Linked DNA regions of Mus musculus: region 1 is linked to region 2. Evidence: chromatin contacts called from public Micro-C data. All regions are on one chromosome and are shown on one strand. Each heading gives the region's core, a stretch centred on a gene start, on an enhancer-like site or on the middle of the called end of the contact. The rest is flanking DNA. Distances are from core to core; before and after follow the strand shown. Region 1 has its middle 51 kb from the start of Gm30998. Region 2 overlaps Sdk1 (sidekick cell adhesion molecule 1).

The links. A called contact is a pair of places that touch in the nucleus more often than the background predicts.
Region 1: a contact with region 2 is called in a Micro-C map of muscle stem cells, with 4 times the contacts expected there. The contact joins two enhancer-like sites. A contact is called at or near these places in 3 of 484 Hi-C or Micro-C datasets (cerebellum, muscle stem cells and myocytes), 1 of 115 datasets of contacts at active chromatin or transcription factors (embryonic stem cells) and 1 of 9 other capture datasets (embryonic stem cells).

What each region holds. Positions count from the first base shown.
Region 1 is chr5:142,308,875-142,315,489 of GRCm38.p6, reverse strand. No RefSeq gene overlaps it. Among named protein-coding and RNA genes, the nearest start is that of Gm30998, 51 kb to the left of the region's middle. Within about 2 kb of position 1,374, at least 30 of the 459 cell types and tissues checked have an H3K27ac peak or open chromatin away from gene starts, as enhancers often do. A contact at or near this core is called in muscle stem cells and myocytes, where this site is marked.
Region 2 is chr5:141,843,845-141,851,151 of GRCm38.p6, reverse strand. All of the region lies in intron 5 of Sdk1 (sidekick cell adhesion molecule 1), which reads right to left. Among named protein-coding and RNA genes, the nearest start is that of Gm24131, 280 kb to the right of the region's middle. Within about 2 kb of position 3,256, at least 2 of the 459 cell types and tissues checked have an H3K27ac peak or open chromatin away from gene starts, as enhancers often do. A contact at or near this core is called in muscle stem cells and myocytes, where this site is marked.

The DNA.
Region 1 (6,615 bases), core at 125-2,624, 470 kb before region 2:
GTCAATCTTTCCTGCTAACATCCTCAAAGACCCATCCAGGGTGTGTGTCTTAGCTGATTCCAGATCCAATTAAGTTGACAGTCAAAATCTAAAACTTCCTCGGTATCTGCCTCGGCTTCTGTTACCTCTGCCACAACCCGTAGAACTTCAGGCAAAAGAGAATAGTAGGCTTGGGAATTGTGTAATGGTTCAGTGGGAAAAGGCACTTGTCGCCAAGCCTCAGGACATGAGGGGTTCTAGAAAGAGAAAACTCATGACACAAAATAAGTAAGTGTGACAGAAGGAGAATAGGCTCATCTGGCAGTCAGACAAACAAATGACATGGAGACAGACAGACAGATAGAAACACACACACACAAACAGAGAGAGAGAGAGACAGACAGACAGATACACACACACAAAGAGAGAGAGAGAGCGAGTAAAAGTGATAACATTGATGGATGACATTTGAGCAAACATTGTATTTGATTAGAGAAATAAATTAGTGTGCTGGTGGTGTATGTGTGTAATCCAGGTGCTCACTCAGGAGGCTGAGGGAGGAGGGTCATAAGGCTGAAGTCAGCCTGCCTGGGCTGGACTCTGAGCTCAGGTTAACCTGAGTGATGTATCAAATCCTGTTTCTAAAAAATTGAGTAATCTAGTGGCTGAGGCCTTTGGACCAATCCAGGGTTTGTTACTTCGTTTGTTTTGAGACAAAATCTTATGTAGGCCAGGCTGGCCTTGAGCTTGCCTTGTAGCTGAAGAAGGCAGCCAGCATTCTGCTCTGACCTCCGTGCGTGTGTATACTTACACACTCACATGTGTGCCACACACATAGCTGGGCAGGGTGGTTCACACCTGTAATTCCAGCCCTCAGGAGGCAGAGGCAGGAGGATTATGAACTCGAGGCTTGCCTGGACAATATAGCAAGACTCTGTCTCTAGACAGACAAATGGATATAAAGCATCAAAGATGTAGAGTCTAAAAGTGATTTTGGCATGTTTGTGAGGAGGGGTGGGGCCACGTTTAGTTTGGGCTACTGCTCATTTGTTACCTCTGTATACCTGCCCTTACTGCTGCTGATCCCACGGAAGTGTGGAGCCCCTGCGCCCTCACGCCTGTTACCCTAAAACTGCCCCTCCACCAGGGATATTCAGTGAAGCTGACTCACAAAAGCCCACAGGAGGAAGTCAGGGAGAAATCACTCTGAAATTCAGGAAGCAAGGCGGGAGTTTACTTTTTTGCAGCGGTATGAATTGCCGGAGATTTCCCAGGCCCTTTCAGCTGTCTTGTCTCTGAAGAATTCTATTTTGGTGCTGGCTGAGTATCCATCCACCCAGCTCTTCGGAACACACTGTGAATGGAAGCGATGCCAGCTACCGAGGGCTGAGTCACCCCTCAGCAGCTGCTGGTGACCACACTGATGGCTCTCAAGGTCTTTCTGTTGTTTGTGACTCGAGTCTGAAGCATCCTCCCACAGGCTCCTAGTGCCTCCTATGACCTCCTGGGTTTGAACACTTGGTCCTCAGCTGCCGGGGGTGTCTTTGAAGTGTCCTGTGATTCACTGATCACACCTTTGGACAAGTCTGTGAGGACATTTCTGGATAGAGTTAGCTGAGGCGTGTGGGCTGCGCTGCATCGAATCCCAGGTCGAATACAAAGGAAAACCTCAGAGGGGAGGAGAAAGCAGGCTGAGCACCAGCACTCCCCATTTCCCTCTCTCCTGGATGTGGACACTGTGTGACCAGATGCCTCGTGACCATGGTGGGTGCTTTGCCCACCAAGATAGACTCTAGCCTGTCAACCATGAGCTAAAATAAACCCTCTGTCCTTGTGTTACTTTTGTCATAGCGACAAGAAAGGCTGCTAATGTAGGGCTGAAGAGGCCCATTTGAACTCAGGATTTGTTTTATTCTTAGTTATATGCACATTTGAGAACCCCCATGTGTGTGTGTGTGTGTGTGTGTGTGTATGCATGTGTGCATGTGTGTATGTGTGTGTGCATTTGTGTATGGTATGTGTAGTGTATATGTGTGTATGTGTGTGCGCATGTATGTATGTGTTTGATCATGTATGCACATGTGGAGGACAGAGGTGTCTTCCTCAATCACTCCTTTTTTTTAAAAAAAAAAAAAGATTTATTTTATGTATATGAGCACACTATCGCTGTTTTCAGACACACCAGAAGAGGGCATCGGATCTCATTACAGATGGTTGTGAGCCACCATGTGGTTGCTGGGAATTGAACTCAGGACCTCTGGAAGAACAGCCATCTCTCCAGCCCCAATCACTCCTTTTTTGAGATGGGGTATTAGAGCCTGAGAAGGTGGGAATAAATCACCATGAAAACCAAGTCTGAGACAACAAAAGTTTCTTTATTCAAAGTCTTGTATATCAGGGAGATGGCTGGGTTCAGGATTCAAACTCTGTCAGCAGGGCAGGACAGAGTAACCTTTTAAAGCAAGCAAGCAAGCAAGCAAGCAAACAAGCAAGCAAACAAAAACCCCCAAACAAAAACAAACAAACAGGAGGGGTAAGAGGTAAGGGCTGAACATTTCCATCTGTCTTTCACACCGGGCATTTAGAGTGTGTTAATACTTGTCAAATACCTCAGATGGCTTTTCTGACAACCGAGTCTGGATAGAGATCAGTCAGTCAGAGCCACTTTAGCAGCTGCTAGGTTTCAGTCCTGACTGGGTGCTGACCAACTAAGCCTAGGCTAAGTTCATGTGGGAAACCTGGGGCTAGGAGCCGTTTCTGGGAATTTGGTTGTTTCTTAGAATTCAGCCTAATACGAGGTGGAGACTCCATACAAGACGGGGTTGCCGAGGCTACCTATGTGTGTGGCCTCTGACAAGGGTTTCTCACTGGTCCTGGAGTTAGATGATTAGGTGAGCCTGGCTAGCTTGGTCCCTGGAGTCTACCCATCTTCCCTGCCCTGTGTTGGGATTAGAAGCATGTGCTGTGGTACCTGGATTAGAAGCATGCGATGTTGTGCCTGGATTTTTCCATGGGCACCAAGGCCTTGATCTTAGGTCCTCATGCTTGTGCCGTGACCACTTTATCTACTGAACCATATTCATCACTCCATCTGATGTTGTTTCCGCGTCCTGGCCAAGATATAACAAGTTATACTCACACCAACTGGAAGAGAAGAGCTAAGCCAACAGATGTCTCATTGGTATCCATTTTCTCAAAGAACACAGTTGCCACCCTAGACAGTTTTAAACACTCCACCCCTACCTACACTGGCAGCATGACTGGTTCCTGATGGGGACACTATTTTGGGAGTTTCCAGAAATGTTTGGAAGTTGAGTCTAGCTGGAAGTAGTAGTTCCTGGTGAGGAGGTGGCTTGAGGTGTGTCCTGGGAGGCATCTTGTTCTGGGACACTTCTTTTTCTCTCTTCTTGTCTGTTGTCAAGTTAAGAACCATGCCCACCACACACCCCAGCCATCATGACATTCTGCCCAGTACCCAGAGCCACACAACTGAAAAGTCTCTGATACAGGTCTCGGGGGGGGGGGTCACTGAGGTGGATTGTTAGGGACAGAGAGTTGGTTAGAAGAGCTGCTAAAACCATGGACAGACAGTTGATGTGCTGTGGCATCTGTGAGAGGAGAGAGTGGCTGCAGGTTCTGAGGTCTGGGCAGCAGCTGGGTTCTAACAGTCTTATAGTGACCATGTACCAAGCCCCAGAAACCATGAGCCAAAATGAATAATTTGAGTCGTTCCTCCAGGTACTTTGGATGCAGCTGTAGATACACTGTATGGATACACTGAATTTATTTTTCCCTTCAGGGAGAGAGAAAGATGGAGATATGTCTTGAAGAAGTTCTTAATAGGATGTCTCATCAGAAATTCCACAGCTTGCACCCTGGGGTGAAGCACAGGTACCCAGTGTGCTATTCTTTGTGACAACACAAAGGGAAATTTCATTTCTTTTGTAATGCCTTCACATGAAGGTACTAGGGTGCCTCAAACATTTGGATGTTGCCTAGGAAACACCCAAAGAGGCACTCTGACTTCACCAGCTCTTAGTGGCAGGGAAGATCTCTAACTTTGGAGGTCACACAGTTGGGGTGGCACATGCCTGAGCTACCTGTTTTGTTAGAGGCACTGTTTCTCTTCTGTGTGGGTCTCAACTGTGTGGGTTATGGTAACAGTTTCCTAGGTTACGTTTCAGAGACCCGAGGCCGGCTTTTATTGACAGCTTTAACCCTTTACTCCGCTCTGCAGATGCCCAGTGGGTGATGGGAACAGGCTGTGAAGGTTGGGCATCTCTCTTTCCTTCTTGGTACTCCAGCCTACTTGTCAGGCCCTGCCTGTCTCTGCATACGGCGCTCATTCAAGAAATGCCTTGCTCAGAGCTGTATTACAGGATGGACTTGACCTACTTTCATACTCTCTTTTCCTTTCCAAGGGTAAAGTCATGTAGGACCTGCCATGACCAAAGCCACAACACACACACACACACACACACACACACACACACACACGCCCGCGCTTGTGTGAGCGCCCACAAAGACATAAGGAGTTAGTACACATGGCATGGGGCATGTCTTAATTAGGGTTACTATTGCTGTGAAGAGACACTGTAGCCATCGCAACTCTTATAAAGGAAGATATTTAATTGGGGCTGGCTTACAGTTTAGAGGTTTAGTCCATTATCATCATGGCAGGAAGCATGGCAGCCTGCAGTCAGACATGGTGCTGGAGAAGGAGCTGAGAGTTCTACATCTGGATCTGCAGGCAGCAGAAAGAGAGAGAGTGACACACTGCACCTGGCTTGCACATCTGAAACCTCAAAACCCCTACCCAGTGACACACTTCCTCCAACAAGGCCATACCTCCTAATAGTGACTCCCTATGTCTATGAGAATGCATATTTTTATTCAAACCACCACAGGAGAGATATTTGAAATGTGTTATGTACTTAATTTTTTTTTTCATAACAGCTTCCTCAGAATAGCTTCTGACTGTGAAACCTGGATCTCCATAGTGAGCCCATGTAATAAGACTTGAAGCTCGTATCATGGGAGTAGATGGCAGAGGGTGACAGAACTGATTCCCAGATGAGCCCAGGAAGCACATGATAAGTGTATGTGCACATGTATGTACAGGTACATGTATGCATGTATGTGTATGAAGGCCAGAGGTCAGTGTCAAGTGGCTTCCCAGATCGTCTTCCACCTTACTTTTTGATACAGGATCTCTTACTGAACCTTGGGCTTACTGGTTTAGCTAGGCTGGATACAGCCCTGGGATTACAAGTATATGCCACAATGCCTGGATTTTCTACATGGTCTGAGGGTCAAATTCAGGTACTCAGGCTTGCATGGTGTCCCAGTTTTGATTTTGTTACTATAATAAAATACGAGGGTGAAAAGAAAATTAGGGTTTATTTTAGCCCACAAGTCTAAGGTCTACCCCTGAGGGAGGGGCACGGTGGCAGGAGCCCGTGACAGCTGGTCATGTCACAGGCACAGTCAAGAGCAGTGAGTGATTGTGCATGCTTCTTGCTGGCTTGCTTGTGCTCAGCTCAATGTTTCCTCACTTAAACAGTTCAGGATTCCTTGCCTAGGGAATTGTGTCACCCATAGTGGGTTGGGTCTTCCTACCTTTAATTAAGATAACTCCCCATATACATACACACAGGCCAGCCTGATGCAGACACGCCTCGATTGAGACTTTATTCCTAGACTATTCTAGGTTGTGTTGAAGATTAAAGTTAACCATTGCACATGGCACGTGCTATACTGACTTGGCCATCTCCTCAGCCCTGTCTGCTATTTTTTTTTTTTTTTTTACAACTGAGATTTGTGGTTTGTAATGCAGCAATAGATGTCAGATATAAATGAATGGGGCTACTCAAAATGTAAAATAAGGCTTTATTACCTTCTGAAGTTTTCCTAGACAGACCCAGCTACTAAGTCAGAGACCACAAGTCCATGCAAGGCTTTTCAAATAACACGTGTAAGTATTGCCTCTCTCATCATGACTTGTGGGATAAGGATATCATTTGAAGACTTGCCCATTCGCTAGCATTAGGACGAGAAACAACCCTTTGGCAAGATTTCAAAACTGAAGGAGTCTTGGGAGGCAGAATCATTTATAATAAAACACAGTGACTTGGAGCCTTGAGTTTTCAGTTATTAAGATTGTAGAGCCAAAGCTCAGCCATGCAATTTAGTTCTTAGCCATGTTCGATAATCTCGCCTCCGAGTCCAACATCTAAATACCACTGTCAATCAACGCCCGTCAGGCAACTCTTACTTCATGCAGTGTGACCCGTGGAACTGTGGGAAGAACAGGAAGTGAAAGTTGTTCCTGCTCCATATGGATATTTAACTTAGATAAAATACAAACCACTAAAACAGTGCTAGAATTTTTTTTTTTTATTATTGGGCTCTTTAGAACTTTATTTGTAAAAGAAAAATTATAGAATTTTATGTTTATTTAAAAATAACTCTCAAAATGCAAAGACACATAAAGAAAAATAGGTTTCCAATAACTTTAATCGTTGATTGTCATTGAGATTTTGATGACTATCTTTTCTGAGAATTTTTAAGGTATGTGTATTGTTATATACATGGTTGGTAGAGTCAGTTGTCTGTAGCAATGGCCTGCGTCAAATG
Region 2 (7,307 bases), core at 2,007-4,506:
AGAGACATATCACACACACATACACACACACACACACACACATATGATCAGGTAGAAGAACTAAGGAAGACACCTAATGTTTGACCTCTGACCTCCACATACATACATGTACGTGTATACTTGCACACACGTACACATATACACATAGTCTTAAGACAGTGGCATGTAGTGTCCTGGCTGGCTAAGGGTCTGTTCTAGTTTGTTTTCTGTTGCTATAATAAACACCAAGACAAAAACCAAACCAAAAAAAAAAAAACCAACTTGGGAGGAATGGGGTTTATTTTGTCTTACAGCTTTCAGTTACAGTCCATCCTTGAGGGAAATCAGGACAGGAACTCCAGCATGACAGGAACTTGAAGCAGAAACCATGGGGGACTGTTGTCTGCTGGCTTGCTCTCTTCATGGATCACATCTAGCAACCTTTCTTATATTGCCCAGGTCTACCTGCCTAGGAATAGTACCACCCACAGTGGGCTTAGGCCTCCTACATCAATTAGCAACCAAGAAAATGCCTCACAGACATGCTCACAGGCCAATCTGCTGGAGCTAATACCTCAGTTGAGGTCTCTTCTTCATAGACATGTTGACAATCAAGATCAACCACCACACTGAGATACCAAATAACCTGTGTGGGGACTTCAGGTTACCTTCAGGCTCCCAGATATATACCTGGTTTCACCTTCACCCCCACTCGTAGCTAATAACTACAGCGTCTCTGTCAAGCAATGATTGTGCCAAGTGTTCAAGCTGACTTATACAGACTATTTTTTCAGTCTACAGTAATGAGCTCTCCACCGTACATTTTCACAAGTTGCCCTATTCTGCCCTCACGGTTCTTGGTTTAGCTTCACTGTCAGATGATAAGAAGGTTGAGTGATTTTCACTGTTGTAGATAGTATAAAAACCATGCGACTCTGTTCAGACACTTCTCAGCTTAGAGTGGGGTTATGTTATCCTTGTAAATCCAGTGTACATTGTTTCTCACTGGCCAAGCATCACAGTTTACAGAACTGTGGATATAAAGTACCCACTGTTTACTTCTTGATCATGTGTCTGACTGGGAGCCATGACAAACAACTGCTGCACTTCATTGAGAGAGAATGGCATCACACTGCTGTCCTGGTTTATATCCTCACTCACTTGACAGAACCTAGCATCACCTCAGAGACAGGCCTCAGAGAATGTCTGAGAGAGATTTTTTTAAATTGTGTTAACTGACATGGAAGATCCACCCTAATTGTAGGCAGCACCGCTCCCTAGGCTAGGGTCCTGGGTGAATAGAAAGAAGAAAGTGAGTGGAGTCTCAGCATTCATCTCTCTCTCTCTCTCCTTCCTGACTGTGGATACAATGTGACCAGCTGCTGCACAGTTCTTGACTATGGATACAATATGACCAGCTGTTGCACAGTCCTGACTGTGGATACAATGTGACCAGCTACTTCAGGTCCTGACTGCTGATGCTGTGTGAGCAGTTGCTTCAGGGTCCTGCCATCATGGTTTTCTCACCATGATGGTCAGTGTACCCTTAGACTATGAACCAGATAAACCCTGTGTTTCCTAAGCTGCTTATTATGTCAGGTATTTTGTCACAACAATGAGAACAGTAGTACACCTGGGAAAAGATCCAGATTCCATATTCAAAGTGCAATTCCTACTGAATGCCATGTGCTTTCATACCCCAGTGAGACTGGAAAATCAGGAGTCAAACCATTATAAATGACACACACACACACACACACACACACACACACACACACACACACAGAGAGAGAGAGAGAGAGAGAGAGAGAGGGAGAGAGAGAGAGAGAGAGAGAGTTGCAATCATCTATGGTGAGAAATCCGAATGAGTACTTTAGATTTTGACCCAGGTGGTGACAATAAAGGCCTTTACTGAGGATAACTTCTTCCACTGAGATTTTTAGACTTTTCTGTATGCATGCTGTACTTTCACAGAACAACATTTAAATGTCACAGGGTAGCCTTGATGTTAGGAGAAAAATACCAGCATTTCCTATAGGAATAAAAAAGGTGACAACTTCAATATAGGAAGGTGGGAGAGAGGAAAAGCTGCAGAGGGAAATCTTCCCAGCTCTCTAATGCCTCACTCTGCCTGTCTGCAGAGAGGGGACTGGACCACATCGACTCTAGGATTCCCTCTGGCTCTGACACACAGGGTCTTCACACTCACAATGGGAAGACTTGGTATGTAGCTAAAAGTTTTTATGTATTGTTAGAAAACAGAGTTAAAGATTTCCAACATGAAGAATTTTGATATATACTATTGGTTTGGAGAGGAGAAATGCTTCTATGTATCAAAGAATTTAGAAATGTTTAAGTGTGGAGCTGGAGAGATGGCTCTGGGGTTAAGAACACTTGCTGTTCTTACAAAGGACTTGGGTTCAGTTCCCAGCATCTTACAACAGTTCATAACTCCTATTTCGGGGGGCCCAGCGGCCTGTCTGGGAACTGCCTGCACACAATTCACTTAAAATGCAGGCAAAACACATAAAAAAATTTAAATGAGAACATAACTTTATTCAGAAATCTTAGTTGCAGAAATATGAACACATATACCTTAATGAAAGTCCAATTCAGCCTTTCTCCAAGTGAGTGTGGTAATTTGGCTCATTATTTAACTCATGGCATCAGACTACAGCTGCGGTAGAATATTAGCCATAAGCAAAGAAGGAAAGCTTTCCTTTGGCTCATGTTCTTGGAGGGTTTCTATACAGTGGGCCTGTTCTGGTTCTGGCTATGGGAAGACAGGAAGCATGGTAGACAATGGAGAGTCATCACTCACTTTATGGCAACTATGTGTCAGAGATGAGTAACAGGGATAAGACACACTGTCCTTAGACATGTCCCCAAAGATGCACTTCCTCAACCGGGTCCCACCCTGCACAGTCGCACACCTCCCTGCAGTCTAGTGCCACTGAGTCTACCACTGGGTAGAAGCACTGATTATGTCCGAGGCCTCCTAATCGAATTGCCCCTGGAAACGTCCTCATAGACGCCCCAGAGATGTGCTTTATTAATCTCCCGGTCAGCTCACAGCGTAGTCAAGTTGACAATCAAGCCATCAGGTCAGTGGAAAAAAGCACCTACCACATAAGCTTGACAAAACCACAGTAAAAAAAAAAAAAAAAAAAAAAAAAAAAAAAGACAGTTTGGGACACGTCTGTGATCCCAGTACATCTATGGTGAAGTGAATGGCAGGCAGAGTGGCAGGAGCAACTGGAAGCTACTGGGCTGGCCAGCTGACCAGCAATGCCAAGAGATCCTGTTTCAACAAGATGAAAAGCACAACTCGCAACAGTTGCCCTATGATCTCCAAGTACTCACCACGACGCATGTGTATCTGCATTCCCACTTTCACCCACAAAGACACACATACAAAGGAGTAAGTCTCTCATACTCAGCCCTTCTAATCCTGCAAATTCATTTACAGAGATGCATTCTAAGTCACTCACTGGGCATGTCTCACTTGACATGCGCAGACCACCGGAAGAAATCTACACAGTGTGGATGGTGGAACCCATCTCCGAGAGCCACGTGGTGACATGTGATAAGGTGTCACTGACAGGGAAAGGGAGCCTCCACATGTGGCCCATTCTTGTGCTCATCTGTACATCTTTCAGAGTGACATGTGACAGGGTGACAGATGGTGTTCTCAGATGTTTCCTGACTTCTTTTATTTTTATACTTTTAAAAAACTTTTTAAGAGCCTGCAATGTGTAAAAGAGTCACTGCTGATCTTCAGCCTATCCCTTATGTGGGTAAACTGAGGCTCGGAGTGGCTGCTGGCCACACAGACAGCATCAGCATCACCATCTGGGTATATGCAGTGCCCAGAGAGGCCAGAAGACAGCACTGAGCCCCCTGGAACAGGAGTTATGGATGGTTGCAAGATGCTGGGAACTGAACCCAGGTCCTCTGTAAGAACAGCAAGTATTCTTCACCCCAAAGCCGTCTCTCTAGCTAGTGTGATACTATGACACTGTGGGTCAGAGTGGTTTAGCATTGGGGAGTCTCCATCAGGCCAGGCCATTTTCTGATTAGTTAGACATATGCTGACGGGTCAGGGGTTTGCTTATAAACAGAATCCGAATCCATATCTCCCTAATTCCAAAGCTTAACCTCTAGTAAGGGTCAGGATTTCATGGAGCACTGAGTGGCCTTGAACTCATTACATAACTGAGGATGACCTCTGAACTGCTCATCTCTATCTTTTTAGGGCTCTAGGTGTGTGGCACCAGGACAGGCCTCTGTGATGCTGGCCATCAAACCCAGGGCTCCCAGCAGGTTAGGCAAGCATTCTAATGACTGAGCCACATCTCTGCCCCAAAGCTGCATCTTTTAACTGTCTTATTTTAACAGTGAACAGTTTGCACCTGGATCTAAGAAGTATCAAGGTTTATGGGTCAAACAGGTGGGAGGGGCCCAAGGGAGCGAGCCCATTCACGGCAGGAAAAGCCTGTTCCTTAAGACAAGAACAAATGGTTTATAAGACCATCCTCATTGATAAAGAAATTAGGAACACTGGGTACAGTTGTCTAGAGATGCCAACATGAAGGGACTCCAGGTCATTTCACATGTCACTTCAGCTTCATAAATATCCCAGGGAAGGGCAGTTGATTCTCTCGATCAAGGGCACTATGTTAAGAGAAAAATATCAAATGACCCACTATTTCTTCCAGAGTCTTTCATTGGCCATTTAAAATCTGCTACTGCAGGTACATTTTGAGGTCTGAAATCAAAAGCACCTGTTGAAAGAAGTATCTTTTGTGTTGGGGGGGGGTGTGTTTTGTGTGTGTGTGTGTGTGTGTGTGTGTGTGTGTGTGTCTGTGTGTGTGTCTGTGTGTGTGTCTGTGTGCATATGCAGAGGCCAGTGGAGGACATCAGATGTCCTGCTTTATTGCTCTCTAACTTATTCTCCAGAGACAGGGTCTCTCACTGAACCCAGAGCTAGGCTGTTGGCCAGCAAACCCAGTGATCTTCTGTTTCTAATCCACACAGTACCAGGTTTACAGGTGCATACAACTATGCCAATGTTTCACATAGGTTGTAGGGATTCAAACTCAGGCCCTTCTAGTTGTGTACTAAGCGCTCTTAATCGGCTGAGCCATCTCTCAGGACCATATTCAGTATCTTAAAGTCTAAGTACCTTAGGATGTCAGGAGCTCTCAATGGCCTCTGTTTTCACATTTTAGAATTATGAAAATAACAACCAGAGTAAAAGGTCTTCCTGGACCCATTTCCTTTAAAAGCTTCTATTCATTCAAAACATATGAGTGCTGATAGGGGGATTTTAATGTTAAATTTTTCTTGGTTTAGTCCCTATCATGGAGTGACAATGTCTCCCGCATCCAGAGTATTTGATGCTCAAAACTAAGTTTAAGGACTGGTGACATGGTTTGGTGGGCAGAGGCACTTGCTGCAAACCTGAGGACCTGGGTTGGTTCACAGACACACACATGGTGGGAGGAGACTCTTGCAAGTTGTCCTTTGAACATGTGTTCTCCAACCTCCTCTTGAATGAATGAATGAATGAATGCTCTAAAAAATAAGCAGGAATTGAACATCCTTGGGGTTGGAGGATGGCACCAGGAGTACAGTGTTTCTTTGAAAGCCTGAGAACCTGGGTTCAGATCTGTAGACCTCAGATAAAAGGTGGGCCCAGGAGTGTGGGTTGGTAAGTCCAGTGGTGTGCAGGATATAGGAAACAGGTGGATACTGGTGGCTCACTCGCCAGCCAGTCGAGGGGAATCAGTGAAGTCTAGGTTCATTGAGAGAACTTGCTTCAAAGTCAGAGAAGCAAATAAGAACTGAGGAAGCCACAGATTTTTACCTCTGGCCTCCACACGTCCACATGTACAAACAAGACACACCACAAGTCACAAAGAGATCATCAAGGTTCGGGGATCAGATCATAGACCTGCTGCAAAGAACAGCCTGGAGATGAACACCCAGCACCTGGCTCAGACAGAGGACAGCCAGCCAGCCAGAGCAGGCGTATTCCTATGTATGAAGCACTTGGCAGCTTTGAGAGCCTTCATCCCAGCCTTCCAGTGTGGTGGAGTCTCACAGGCCACTTTGTCTTCAACTCTTGGGCCTGACTAGGAGAACAAAATAACTAGCGTCTTCTGTCTTCCTCCATCTCTGCCACACCCCTCTTCAAGCTGAAGAACAGTGATCCCCATAATAGGAGAGCTCAAGGAAGCACAAGTAGGAGAGGCCCTGTCTCAGCCGAGTGCAATAAAACAGAACTGAAATGCGGCATACTGAAAAGAAATCAAGGTGTGTTCACTCACAATTGAAATTATTCATTATACAGATGTGTCTAAGAACTATATAAACATCTTCTAGAACAAATAAGTGGGTTTGGCATGAGGGCAGAATACAAGGTCAGACCGTGAGGATCAACTGTCTTTTTATTTACCAGCAACAGACTAGCATTTATGATGGCAAAAGAGCAAAAGAGAGATGGAGAGATAGAGAGATGACAGGCAAACAGACAGCCAGGCAGACAGACAGATAGAAAGGATATACAGAGGGAGAGGGAAGGGATAAAGGGAAGGGAAATTCAAACAAAGCAATGTACAGTCTTTGTTAAACATTCTAAAATGTTTGTTCTGGGGAAATGGCTCAGTCAGAAAAGTACGATCTGTGCAAGCATGACGCCCTGAGCTTGACTCCTCAGAATCCACATAAAAACTGGGTGCCATGTGTGTGTCCTGTCACCCCAGGGGTGGGTGGGTGGAAACACGTAGTTTCTGGGAGCCCACTGGTGAGCGTGACGAGCTGAGGCAGCAAGCTGCAGCTTCAGTGTGAGACTGTCTCAGAAACAAGATGGAGAGCAGCTAAGGGAAGTGCCTGGTGTTGACCTCTGACCTCCACCCATGTGCATGCACACCCACACATACGAAAAGGACACAAAACAAGACAGCAGAGGGAGGGGAGAGATGGAAAACACCTTAGGCGAGAAGAGACTGAACATGCTCACTGCTGAGATCCGGAGCCCACCAATGTGACCCATGGATTTAGAACTGTGGCAACCAAATAAGCTGTACAAAATACCTGACAGTGACCTACCTGAAGTATAAAGCTCATGGGACACAGTGACATACTCTAGGTGAAAAAGGACACATGACAACTAAATTCCATATGGTATCTTTCTTGGTGTGGCTTGGTGTACAACTATTCAATGGAAAGAAAAAAACCTGTGAGCTGCCCATGTTAATTTCTTACTCTGCTCAATGTATTGCAATTAGACACAAGGCTAACATTACAGGACACTGGGTGAAGCA